Linked DNA regions of Mus musculus: all the other regions are linked to region 3. The links are chromatin contacts, called in public HiChIP or PLAC-seq maps. All regions are on one chromosome and are shown on one strand. The core of a region is the stretch at or near the end of the contact, and the rest is flanking DNA. Distances in the headings are between cores, read along the strand shown. Region 1 has its middle 64 kb from the start of Gm28497. Region 2 has its middle 140 kb from the start of Gm28497. Region 3 holds the start of Ikzf2 (IKAROS family zinc finger 2).

Region 1 (4,004 bases), core at 816-3,315, 320 kb before region 3:
AATACCTCAATGAGAAGTTTCTTCCTGCAGCAGATGGGAACACTCAGCCCTAAATGGGATGTTTCTATCAAATCCCTCAGGGATCCCCAAGGAAGATGAGGCAGAGTGTGAGAGCCAGAGGGGATGGGGACACAAAGAAAACAAGGCCTCTAAATCAATGTGAACAAAGCTCATATGAACTCATAGAGATGGAAGCAGTGATCACATGGAGTCCACAGGTCTGTACCAGGTCTTCTGTGTATGTAGTATGGCTTCCAGTTTAGTGTTTTGATGGGATTCCTGAGTGTACAAAAGAGTGGGTCTCTGATTCCTGTGCATTCTCTTGGGATTTTTCTTCTTCTGTTTGTCCCGTTCAACTTTGATATGATAGTTTTTTGTTTTAGATATTTTATTTTTGGTATATTTCATTATTATATTTTAGAAGCTTATCTGTTTCCTCTTGAGACACAGAAAGGGAGTGGATCCTGACAGGAGGGCAGGTGGGAGGTACTGGAAGGACTGGGGGGTGGGGTATGGAGGAAAACCATAAGTAATCAGAGTATTTAGAATGAGGGGGAAATCTACCTTCAATAAAAGGAAAAACAAAAACAAGGGAAACCCCCTGATGAGTCTTAGCCCTTCAAACTTGAACCTCCATGCTTTATAAATTACTTCTCAAGTATTTGCTATACCAACACAATTTCAAAGAAAAACCCCATACAGAACTAACAATAACAACAAAACATATTAATAAGGTAGAACAGGAATATTATCTAATTTTAAATGGACTAAGGCAATAGAAACAGCCTTTACTAAGTATTTACCACAAAACATTTATTCATCTGAATAAAGACCCACTAGAAATATATGCCACGGACGAGGCTGAGGAATAGTGAACAAGATTTATTTTTATTTAAAAATAAAAAATAAAATTGGGTTTTATGCCAGGAAATAGAGAGATGGAAGATGATTTCAGAAGTTCACATAAATGCAGTTCTAATAGTACAACTGAAAATAATGAAGCCACAGAGGAAGAAAAGGGTCAGACAGCTCTAAGAAACCAATGTGGTTGCTGAGCTCAGACTTTGAAGGGACACACATAAAAGCTAAGCATCATTGGCCCTCCTCCTGGCTAGCCTGAGCGTGCAAATGCAGGTATCATAGTAACTACCAAGAAAGCCATGCACAGAACCCAAGCAGATGTCTCCAGAACCGTCAGTCCTATATATGCGTGAAGAAAAGGCCCAGCTTTTCTTTATTCATTATTTAAATCTTCCCTAGACCTCTTTTGCTTTATCATCCAAATTTGGTCCCTAAAATCACATATGGCTCTAGGCTTTTTTTTTCAGCTGAAAACTAATGTCTTTCTCTGTATTGAGGACCCAATCAGGGTGGCATAAAGCAGCTTCAAAAAAATTAGGAACAGCAATTTTCCTTAGAGATAGAAGGGACTGAAACATAAGCTTAACTTACACTTTTTAAATATCTGAGCCTTCCCCAGGAATTCAAAAAGTCAGATGGCAAAACAAAAACAGCACTGTCAGAGAGAAATTCATGTAGAATACTGCTCAGATTTGAAGGACTTAGGAAATGTGTGGTAGTAGTCAGTAGAAGGGTTTGGCTTTGGTGGGTTTTTTTTTATTATTTTTCCCTAAAATGTTTTATTATATCAAGAAGTAAAGGAAAAGACTTTGATATCAACACCTTCAATGATAACAAAGAAAACAAGGCCTTCTTCTTCCTGGATGAAACAGGCGAAGTGTATTGATAAGGGGAACCTGGTGTGTTACTGCGTCTGAATTTTCTCTAGAGATTTCTAAAGAGCCTGTAAATTAGATCATTAAACATTGCCGGTGGCCTTTGAAGAGCTCCAAGCAGCAGTGGGAAAGAAAATCATATGCTGGAAAAATAGTAGCCAATCTTGAAAAATGGGACAAATGGAGCCATAGCAAATTAGTGTGAAGTGTTTCATTGATTTCAGTTAAGGTTTTAGAATTTTTTACACAGAGGAATAGGTGTAGGGAACATAAAGAACCAATGATCAGCAGGAGTCAACAGAGCCTCACAAGAACAAATCTGACTCATCACAGTTCATTCAGCATGAGTCAGAGCCCTGGCAGGGAACACCACACACACACACACACACACACACACACACACTCACACACACACACACACACACAGAGTAATAACAGGACTCACCATATCAGTGACTGGTGGGAACAAGTCCTACCCCCAGAAGGACTGGCTACATAATTTGTAGGGCTCCTTTCAAAACAGACGGTAGATTTTAAAAATAGGAGTCACAGAGGATTAAATTAAATGTGGAGCCCTATCTTGTCATACAAACACAGGACATCCCTGCCTCTTAGATGTCAAACAGCAGGATCATCTGAGACTCTGCATAGAGTTGCAGTTTTGTCTTTTTACTTAAGGGAGAGAGTTCATCAGAGGGACTTTCAAGCCTTGGGAAGAACTAAGGCACATTATATTGTGTGTGGCTGTAAGAAAGGAATCTGGTGAAATCTCATTCCCCTACTCTCCTGCAATCTCGTGTTCATTCAGGACAAAGGAATCCAGCTTATCCAGTACAGAGAAAACAGTTTCCATGAGCACAAAACAGGGCAAAGTGGACTGGGAGAAGCAGAGAGGATGTCCTACATATCTTTGTGAGGTCATGCTGTCAAATCTAAGAAACCTGTAAGTCTAGCCTATAAAGACTTTACAGGGGCATGGGATATTTATGAAAAGTTTGTCTTGGAAAAGCTGGAGAAGTGTGTCCTACAGGCAAAGGTCCATAATGGGTTAAACCATTATAACCAAAGTTACCGAGAGTTGGATAAACTACAAGCTGGAAGGAAGTTAAATGCATGTGCAAGCCCCACAGATTCTTCTATCTTGTTCAATTATTGACTTTGCACTCACAAAGGGGTTGTTTATCAGGCATGGTTTACAGATGCCTGGGAAGGTCACTAAGGAAACAGGATGGCAAAGTTAGAACCCCAAACTATAACGACAGGTTAAAGCGCCGAAATAAAAGATCTTAGCAAACAGGAACAATAGAATTAAGCTTAACAGAAGGAAAAGAAGAAGAAGAAGAAAAGGCTTTGTATTTCTTCTCAAAACTAAACAGCCAGAGGCATAGACTGAGGATAAAGAAGTTAATATTTATCATGTATTAAGATGACTCAGACAAGTATGGTGGAAGGGAAAGGCTTGGGATGAGTCATGAGAGCAAGGGATTACCCAAAAAAAGCAGATTAGATTTTCGGCAGCATTAATTTAACAAAGGAGGTGATAATCCAAATCCCGAATTGTGTTGATCACACCACACCTGGAAAACTGGATTTGCTTTTGACTGCCACAGGTGTCTTGTGACACATTCTGAGTAAAGTAAATAGACATAGTGAAGAAACGTTTAAGTAGAACCAAGCCCCCCGTGTTCTGCCCTGGCTTTAGTAAGGAATAAAGATGACAACTTGAAAATGAAGTTTTTGCTCTAAGTGCTCTATCGATAAGCAAAATAAGAAGAGACCTACAATAAGTTAACTGGATGAAGCTTGCTTCCCTATTCATCCTCATCCCCAAATGTGGAGGACAGAGAACCTGAGTCAAGAACTCAGTCCTGGGCCTGTGCTGCTTGCCCACGGGGAGACAGAAACCCAGAGCTGCAGTGCTACCTATAGCCTACAGGCGCATCAGTCGCGCCTGGTAGCCAGCAAGAGGACAGGGAGATATCCCTGGAGTTCCTACAATTACATGCCATTGCTCAGTAAGGCTGTCCTAGCCTCACCTGTACCTACAGAGCCATAGCAGCAGCAGCTCGGACTGCTTGGCATGCTGTGGGCAAGGGTTGCAAGGCATCGGTTCAGCCCAGTTGTGCTACTGAGCCAAGGCATACAGTGGCCAGCATTGAGGACACAATAACATGCCGTGGCCTGGAGCTCCAGGGGAAATATGCCATATCTGAATAGGAGTGATCCAAGGCTCACTAGCTAGTACCTAGCATGGATGCACTGTAGCTC
Region 2 (3,867 bases), core at 637-3,136, 390 kb before region 3:
TGACACTATTATATCCCATAGACCATTAGTGATTAGTGATATATTTCACAAGCCTAGGATTTTTTGAGGTTTTAACTTTCTTTTCTTTTCTCTTCTTTTCTTTTCTTTTCTTTTCTTTTCTTTTCTTTTCTTTTCTTTTTTTTTCTAACTAACACTCAGGGCATTATTTACTATTCTTATTACCTTCATGCACATTTAAAAAGAAAGCTGCTATCTTGTCATTATTATAGCTTGGCATAAATGAAAAGAATCATTGTTCTCAGTAGTGTTCCAGTCTAGTTGAACAGTGTTGTGACCATCTTGCCTAAAGTCACCAGTATGACTGACCCCCTGGAGGCAGTGCATTGTATCAGGAAACAGAGCACAGGACCTTGGGAGGAACTTAGCCTCTGAAGATGTTTCTTCCAACATAGGAGATTAATCATGATCCTAGAGGCTCTAGAGGACTTGAGAGCTACAGGGACAAACTCTGGAAAAAGGGGCCAGAGAGCAATAGCTCTAATAGGTGATCCATGCATGCACTGGAGCCAGCATACTCTACGATCAGAAACACACACAAGGTGCAGGTAGCTTTGGTGTAAATGTATTAATAATTAAATGTTACTTAGCATCATGGAAATAACCTTTAACAAATCAGATGGATAGAGCAAGTCAACTCTTCTACTGACCACTCTACCTGTCCCAATTCTGGAAACAGGAAAAAAAATAGATAAAAAATTTGAAAGACAAGAAACCATGATAAAACTTCAACTGTTTTAAGTTGGCTCGAGATTTACTTTAGAGATTTAGTTTAGAGGGGGTTGAACTCATATTCTCTTAGACTTTGAATGGAATGAGCGGTAATTGTGTGTAAGAACACATTCTAAGTGCAAGCTCTCTAAGCATATAAGTCTACTTACCTTCTATAGCCTGGAAAACATGCCTTTGAGTAAATTATGTAGCATTTCTACAATAGAAGACATACTAATAAAACTTTAAAAAAAATCATGACTAGACATGTAGACCAATCCTAAAAGAAAAAGAGAGAGGTTTGGACCACTGCTGTCTTCCAGAGAGTGATAAAACCTTGGCCAGTAATGCCATCTTGAATGAGGACCAAGATTTCTTCCAAAACAAAAAGAATGTCTCTGAGAATACAAAGTTAAAAAACAAAAACAAAGCAGGGCATGGCACACACCTTTAATTCCAGCACTTGGGAGGTAGAGGCAGGCAGATTTCTGAGTTCGAGACCAGCCTGGTCTACAGAGTGAGTTCCAGAACAGCCAGGACTACACAGAGAAACCCTGCCTCAAAAACACCAAAACAAAAACAAAACAAAACAAAAAAACAAAACAAAACAGCAAAAAACAAAAGAAACAAAACCCTGTGCTTTAGATATAATCTAATACCCTACATATTTAAAGTAGAGGCTTTTGTCACTTGGCAAATATTTTGGTTTCAGGACAAAATGCATTCTGGATTGTCATATTAAAACAGTATTGTTTAGCAATGTTTTTATTTCCTATGCAGCGAGTTACAGCTTTAGCTCCTCATGAGGGGTGTTGATGAGAACATACTGAAGACCAAAAAAATAAAAAAAATAAAAAAATAAATAAAAAGCGACAAAAACAACTCAGAATCACAAAAGCAGATAGATGAAGCAAAAGGGAAGCCCTTTAAAAGGTCAAAGAAAAATTTTGAGTAAATACGGTAACTGCATTTGCCCTCTGAGGCTGCTGAAACTCCTTTAGGGGCAAAATACTTTTCCAAGGGAAGTAGTTTTGAAATCGGTTTCAATTCTTCTGGTGTGTTATTATCTAAATCAATTCAACACTTCCTTTGCCTGCCCATCAGCAGGTGCTGCGGCATGCAGAAAGGCTGAGGTTCCCATGCAAGGTACTTCCCCTGAACCTACTACTATAGTTCTCATTCCCAGGGACGCTTTGAAGCAAGTTTTCAGAGCAAGCACAGGCATTAGGTGTGGTTTTTCTTCACAGTAGCACGATAGTTTGCAAAAATGCAGATTGTCGCACACTGGTGTATTGGCGATATGGCTTGTTGCGGTTTGAAAGGAAGTTTGGAGCAAGCTTTAGTTGAAGTTAGTCTTATGCAAAGTTCTAGAGACATCGATGGAGCTAAAATCCGGCTTTTATGGTTAAGTCTCTGTTGTCAAGGTCACAAAAATGACAACAATCTGCAGCTACTCCTTTTAGGTGTATTTCAACTTTAAAGAAATATCCTACTTCCAAATTGATCTAGAGTGTCAATGAAGTGCACATGAGAATTTCAAAACACTTTCTCTGTCTAAATTCAAGCACTGATTTTGAAACTGATACCAAAATGGAAATGATCTAGGATTACCATAGTAATTCTTTAAAACAAATTAAATTTGAAGTAAATAAATTATAAAATCAATTTTCAAATTACTTAATTATAATTTTAACAAAAACTACAGAATCAGTTGACAAACCAATGTGTAGGAAAAGGTAGAGAAAAATCCAGAAATTATATATATATATATACACACACACACGTGTGTGTGTGTGTGCATGTGTGTTAATAAACATGTCTGTAAAAGCAAATTTATATAATAAAATATTTAATATATATTTATTTAAATTTTGTTAATGGAAAGTATGAATATATTATATTATAACATATTTCACATGTGTATATATTGTTTAAAGTAATAGCTAAACCAAGTTAATTAACATATGTGTAACCTCAATACTTAGCATTTTGTGCTGATAAGAATTATAGTGATGGCTATAATCTACAGTGGGAAGAAGAATTTGAAAATACATTTGCAAATTATTTATGCAAGAAGTTATTAATATTCAGAATATATAAGGGAATTTCTAATAATTCTTGAATGTGCAATGTAGTTAATTTTATTTAGTGGAACATACAGAGATCTCATAAACTCATTACCCTTTAATTTTATATAAACCAGCATCTCTCTGCCATCCAGTTCTCAATTTGGAAATTTGGATAACTACCTTTCTACCTTTCTACTTTCCTTTTTTTCTTTGTTTTCCCTAAGACAGGGTTTCACTACATAGTCCTGATTGTCCTAGAACTCACTCTGTAGACCAGGCTGGCTCTAAACTTGGAGTTTTTTCCATGCATCTGTCCCTCAAGTGCTGGGATTAAAGGCACACTACAACGCCCAACACTACACTGCTTTTTAAACAATATTTTTATAACTCAAATATATGAGCTTATGTGGTATTTATCTATCTATCCCCAGATTATTTTAACTATAATATCACTGAGACTCTTCTGAATTTTTGAAATGGCAGGACTTCCTTTTATGAAAATTTTGAATATATATACACATATATATGTATACATATATGCATATGTATATATGTGAAATGTTAATCAGCCTGCTGAGTACATTTTTGTTGATGGTGTGTATATGGATTCAAGGCTGAACAATCTTCATTGGATATCCAGTAAGAGGGCACATCCCCAGAAGACATTATTCCCCTTCTCCCAGGAGTCATTACATAACTACCAACAGTTCTTCCTCTAGGGTGAGATCTCATGAAGCTTTCCAGTTCCATGTTAACACGTCCATCATTACTGCCATTGGTCTGGTCTTGTTTGCGCAGCTATTTCTAGGAGGCACTGTTTCGCAGCAGACTTCCTGGTATTCCAGTTCTTACAATCTTTCCAATACCTCTCCCCCAATGTCCGCATAGTCTATATGCAGGAGTTGTGATACCAATGCATCTGTTGGGTCTGGGTATCCCTCTATCTGCAGATCTCTGCATTGTGTTTGCTTGTCTTTTTCTGTGATAGTCTCCATTTGCTGTAAATAGAGGCTTCTTTGATGAGGGGTGATATCTACACTTAATTATGAATATAAGGATAAGATTTAGA
Region 3 (4,205 bases), core at 582-3,081:
ATATAGCCATCAATTGCGTCTGTTTCCATAGTCAAAGTGCAGTGCTGGAACACAAAAGATTGCAACCTTTACCCAAGGATTCCTCCCTGTATCTGCCATTAAATTCTTCACTTATTTCAAGCCCCAAGCAGGTAGTGCATGTTGCTCCTGCAACCTGTGCCTGAGAAACATACTACAGTGTACTGTGCGTGCTCATTTGCAAGTCATTGAACTCTCTGCAAATGATCTGATTCCTGCTGGAGATAGGATAGGGACATAGGGACGCTAAGTGTCCTGTGAGATGGGCTGTAGCAAGAGAAGAACGACTCTCTCTCGTCAAAATTTACCCGGTTTATTGGGGGAAAAAATAGGAGAGGGTAATCTCCAATTTGCCAACTGTAACTGCTATCTAAGTATTTTACCACTCACTACTTCCCACAATCGCCCTGCAGTTTGAGTACTTCCCTAGTATACAGACAGCTCTATTCACAATTGTTGCAAGTTGGTTCATCATGTTCTAATGGGGGGGGGGGGGGGGCACAGAGAACAAACAAAACATAAGAAAACAAAACAAAACAAAACTACTTAGTACTAGACTGTATCCCAAAGACTTTTGCGGCAGTTGGCCAACTCTGGCTTGTACTGACGTTTTAGCCCACCCCAAATCCTGTGTGAGCACCTGTTCCACGTACCCTAATTTCCTGCCAGACTATGGCCGGAGACAATGCCAAGCCTACTTGAGACATTCGGAGTTCCAACAAGTCAGAAACTTTTGGCTGTGCACGAGGGGAGGGGAGGATTTTCCTCTCCCCAAGTGTGAGGAATGATTTTCATGCATCAATAACACAAATACTTTTGTATCCCCAGAAACAAAAGTAAATTGCATGAGACAACACCCCCTAGCTTTGATTCACATCATAAGAAGATCGATAATCTAACTGTATTCTTTGAGGGAAAAAGTTACAGAATTGACAAGTCCTGAAAAAGATTTTTACTTATTTTTCCCCCCTTTGGCCCAGGTCCTTTTTGCCTTTAGTTTCAAAACTCTCAAAGCACCAGCAGCTAAATTATTCACAATGAGCCATTTCTGTATTGATCGCCAAGTATATTTAGCCCTAGCTCCTGGAATTTCTCCATTACTTACTGGAAAACAGGCAGCTTCACTTCTTGTCTCCAAAACCACTTCCCTTCTCCCTCCCCTCCCCTTCACCACCAGCCTCCCTACCCCCCTCCCGCCCCCCAAAAACTTTTCTTTCTTTCTTTATGGAATAATCAGATCAAATTCCCAGTCACTACATAGCAGTTAAATTCCGACCTGCTCTACTCTTATCAAATTCTTTCAATTAGGTTACGTAAGGTTTGAAAGAAAGGGACCCGGAAAGTTTTAAAGGGGAGCAGTTTCTACCGAGAGCTTACAAATGAGTCTATCTCTTTAAAAATGTACACATTTAACACACATACTAAAAAGAAGCGTCAGTTAGAAGCAAAAGAAGTCTGCGCCAACAGTGAAAGGGTTATTAAACCCTCAGTGAAGGAAAAGGAAGAAAAAGGAAGAAAAAGGAGAAAGAGAAACAAAATGTACATACAAAAGAAATTGTCCTCTGATTAAAAAACAGTCATCACCATTTCCAGCTCTGTCGGGAGCTCCCAGCTTCTTCTAACCCCTCAAGGAGGAGGTGACAATGTCGGGCTGAAGAGAAACGGAGAAAGAAAGAAAGAAAGAAAGAAGTTTTTTGTGTCCCCCCCCCCTTCCCTCCCTGCCCCCTCCAGGCAAAGCCCCCTGCAGAGTTGAAGCCGAGGAGGAGGGAAAGCACTTTACAGGTGGGTCATTCCAAGACCGAATCCAGCAAACAGATCGGCTGATAAACAAAACCAAGAAATGAGAGAGAAGGAACACTCCCCCCCAACCTCCTCCTCCTCCTCCTCCTTCTCCTCCTCCTCGTCCTCCTCCTCCCCCGCCCCCGCCCCCTCGTCCCTTTGGGATGGTCTAGTAGGAAAAGTCACTCAGGAATGGCACCACGTACTTTCAGGAAAGAGGAAAAAAAAAAAAAAAAAAAAAAAGACAGGGAGGGAGGGAGAGAAAGAGAGAGAGGTCAGTGCTACAGCAATGCGATTAACGAGAAGAGAAAAAACTTGATCCACCGGTTCCTTAAGAATCGACCAAAAGCTAAGACAAGAAAACTGAAAGAAAAAGGGGAGGGGGGGTACGAGGGGAGGGACAGTCAGGCAGAACCCAGCAAGGAACCTAGGCCAACTTCACAGGACTGTTTTGTGGCCTCTGGCAAAATAGGAAAAAAAGAAAAAGAAAAAGAAATTAAATCTTCATTCCATCTCCTTCGTCCATACCAGAACCTGTCAAAGCGATTTAACTGTTGCTGTTATACATGTGTCACACCAGATTTTTATTATTATTTTTGTTTTGTTTTGTTTTCAATCTCAACAGTATAATAGCCTCTATCCAGACAGCTGCAATCTATGCCAGGTTATCCAATCTTTCTTCTTGGAATTCAAGTTAAAACAAAGCAAAAACAAGTCCAAATCCATGACAGCTATAAAGATGAGAACTGATTAGTCCATTAACATCCCAGAAGCAGATTACAAGGAGGGGACGATACATTAAGGCAAAGGACATCATCTTCAACGAAATTCCCTGAGCGTCCTTAACAGAGATCATTTCCCTAATCAGAGCCACAACCCATCCCTCCCCAAAGAAAAGCGTCTATATTATTATTATCCCTGGTTAACAGCAACAAGTCATTCGATCACACCACACTGTTAAACAAGATTCCATATCATTACACTTAACTTTGAAAACACTCCCCCTCCCCAACCCCTTTGCAAACCATACACAAATTGATAGATAATCTATGAATCAGAAGACAAATAAAACAAGAGCTGTTCTTCCCCACGCAAAAAGCCAAGCGGAGATTTACCTCAGCAGTGCATGCAGTAAAATAATCCCATCACCCTTTTGTTTGTGTTTACTGTTAGTGTGTCCTCTCCCTCTCTCTCTTTCTTTCTTTCCTGTGCCTAACGTGTGTTTGTGCACTGCAGTTGGTGGTGGAAACTAAGGCAGTGGATCTGTAGCTAAGGGTAATCCTGTTTTTACTTCCTCCATCTTCAGCGAGGAGCAGGGTTAGCCCGGGACAGCTGGTCAAACCCCGAGAAACCGATCCGGCGGAGCCCGAGCACATCTCCCCCGCCGGCCGGGCTCGCGCAGACGCCCGCGGGCGGAGGGCGGGCAGCGGCGGCGGCGGTGGCGGCCGCGCGCGCGCGGAGGGGGTTGGGGGGGGGGTCGTCAGCGAGCGCCCGGGTCCGTGAGAGCCGGGAGCGGGCGGGCGGGTGAGCGAGCGAGCGAGCGGGCGAGCGCGCGGGCGGGAGGGGCGGGGGCGCGTGTCTGCGCGCTCGGCCGCTCGTTCGGCGCGCTCGGCAATCGATTACAGGACAAGTGCCGCGCGGCTCCGCGCCTCCTCCGCGCCTCCTCCGCGCCCCGCGCGCCCCCCGCGCCGGCTCCGCCCCTCTCCCCGCGCCCCGCTGCTCACGTTCTCCGCTGGCCGCGCGGGAGGGACGATCTCGGGCTCCCCCGGCTCATGTCGGCCGCGGGAAGTTCTCTCTCTGGCCCGGTACCTCCCCGGATTCCCGGCTCCCGGCACCCGGAGGATCTGGGACACTGAGCCGGACAGAGGGACCCTTGCGAGTGCCCTGGGAGACACGGAGCGAGCGCCACTGTCCCCATTGTGAAAGTGCTTCCCAGTGCAAGTTTAAAATTAGAGTGTTTACTTGCTGTTTATATCCACCCCTGTCCCGGCGTGTGCCACATCCACCCGAGTCAAAGGAACCGTGAGGTTCGAAAAAGTTGTTAGCCTGGAAGTGTAGCCTAGCCTTATGCCAATCACGACGTTTACATTTGTTGGGCGAAGAGCATAGGAATCGTCCTGAGAAAATAAATGCATTTTCAATCTACAAATAGCAGCATTTACTATCTTTCTTGACCACAGAAAGGGGAATAAAGAATTCTATAATTAAAGGGAAAAGGAAAATGAAAGGAGCTGAAAATACTGAACTGTGTAGTCTGAGTGGTTTAAGTTTGAAATCACATGAAATTATCAGGAGTGCCAAACAACATTTCTGAGAAACCGTATCGCATATTGTGTTGAAAATCAATGCTGAAAGAGGAGCAGGCGCTGTGCCTCCCACTCCTTTAAAGAATCCCAGAAATAGTTGCT

What was found. HiChIP or PLAC-seq counts read pairs in DNA pulled down with a chosen protein or histone mark.
Region 1: an HNF4G HiChIP or PLAC-seq map of pancreatic cancer cells shows a contact between it and region 3. The contact joins the enhancer-like site here to the promoter of Ikzf2 in region 3. A contact is called at or near these places in 11 of 39 promoter capture datasets (the 3T3-L1 cell line, the SN4741 cell line, embryonic stem cells and 7 more), 1 of 15 datasets of contacts at CTCF or cohesin (the NIH/3T3 cell line), 15 of 484 Hi-C or Micro-C datasets (the HL-1 cell line, cortical neurons, differentiating embryonic stem cells and 4 more), 23 of 115 datasets of contacts at active chromatin or transcription factors (CD8 T cells, the HPC-7 cell line, the NIH/3T3 cell line and 12 more) and 4 of 9 other capture datasets (adipose tissue, embryonic stem cells, liver and 1 more).
Region 2: a contact with region 3 is called in an H3K27ac HiChIP or PLAC-seq map of DN3 thymocytes, with 5 times the contacts expected there. The contact joins the enhancer-like site here to the promoter of Ikzf2 in region 3. A contact is called at or near these places in 9 of 39 promoter capture datasets (the 3T3-L1 cell line, cancer-associated fibroblasts, cranial neural crest and 5 more), 17 of 115 datasets of contacts at active chromatin or transcription factors (DN3 thymocytes, the SCID.adh cell line, bone marrow-derived macrophages and 11 more) and 3 of 9 other capture datasets (adipose tissue, liver and pancreatic islet).

Annotation. Positions count from the first base shown.
Region 1 is chr1:69,365,661-69,369,664 of GRCm38.p6, forward strand. No RefSeq gene overlaps it. Among named protein-coding and RNA genes, the nearest start is that of Gm28497, 64 kb to the right of the region's middle. Within about 2 kb of position 2,066, at least 24 of the 459 cell types and tissues checked have an H3K27ac peak or open chromatin away from gene starts, as enhancers often do. A contact at or near this core is called in embryonic fibroblasts and pancreatic cancer cells, where this site is marked.
Region 2 is chr1:69,289,630-69,293,496 of GRCm38.p6, forward strand. No RefSeq gene overlaps it. Among named protein-coding and RNA genes, the nearest start is that of Gm28497, 140 kb to the right of the region's middle. Within about 2 kb of position 1,887, at least 21 of the 459 cell types and tissues checked have an H3K27ac peak or open chromatin away from gene starts, as enhancers often do. A contact at or near this core is called in DN3 thymocytes, the SCID.adh cell line, memory CD8 T cells and 1 more, where this site is marked.
Region 3 is chr1:69,684,129-69,688,333 of GRCm38.p6, forward strand. It overlaps Ikzf2 (IKAROS family zinc finger 2), which reads right to left and starts at 1,832. Exons shown (of 8, transcript NM_011770.4): 1 at 1,566-1,832; 2 at 1-44. The coding sequence starts at 29.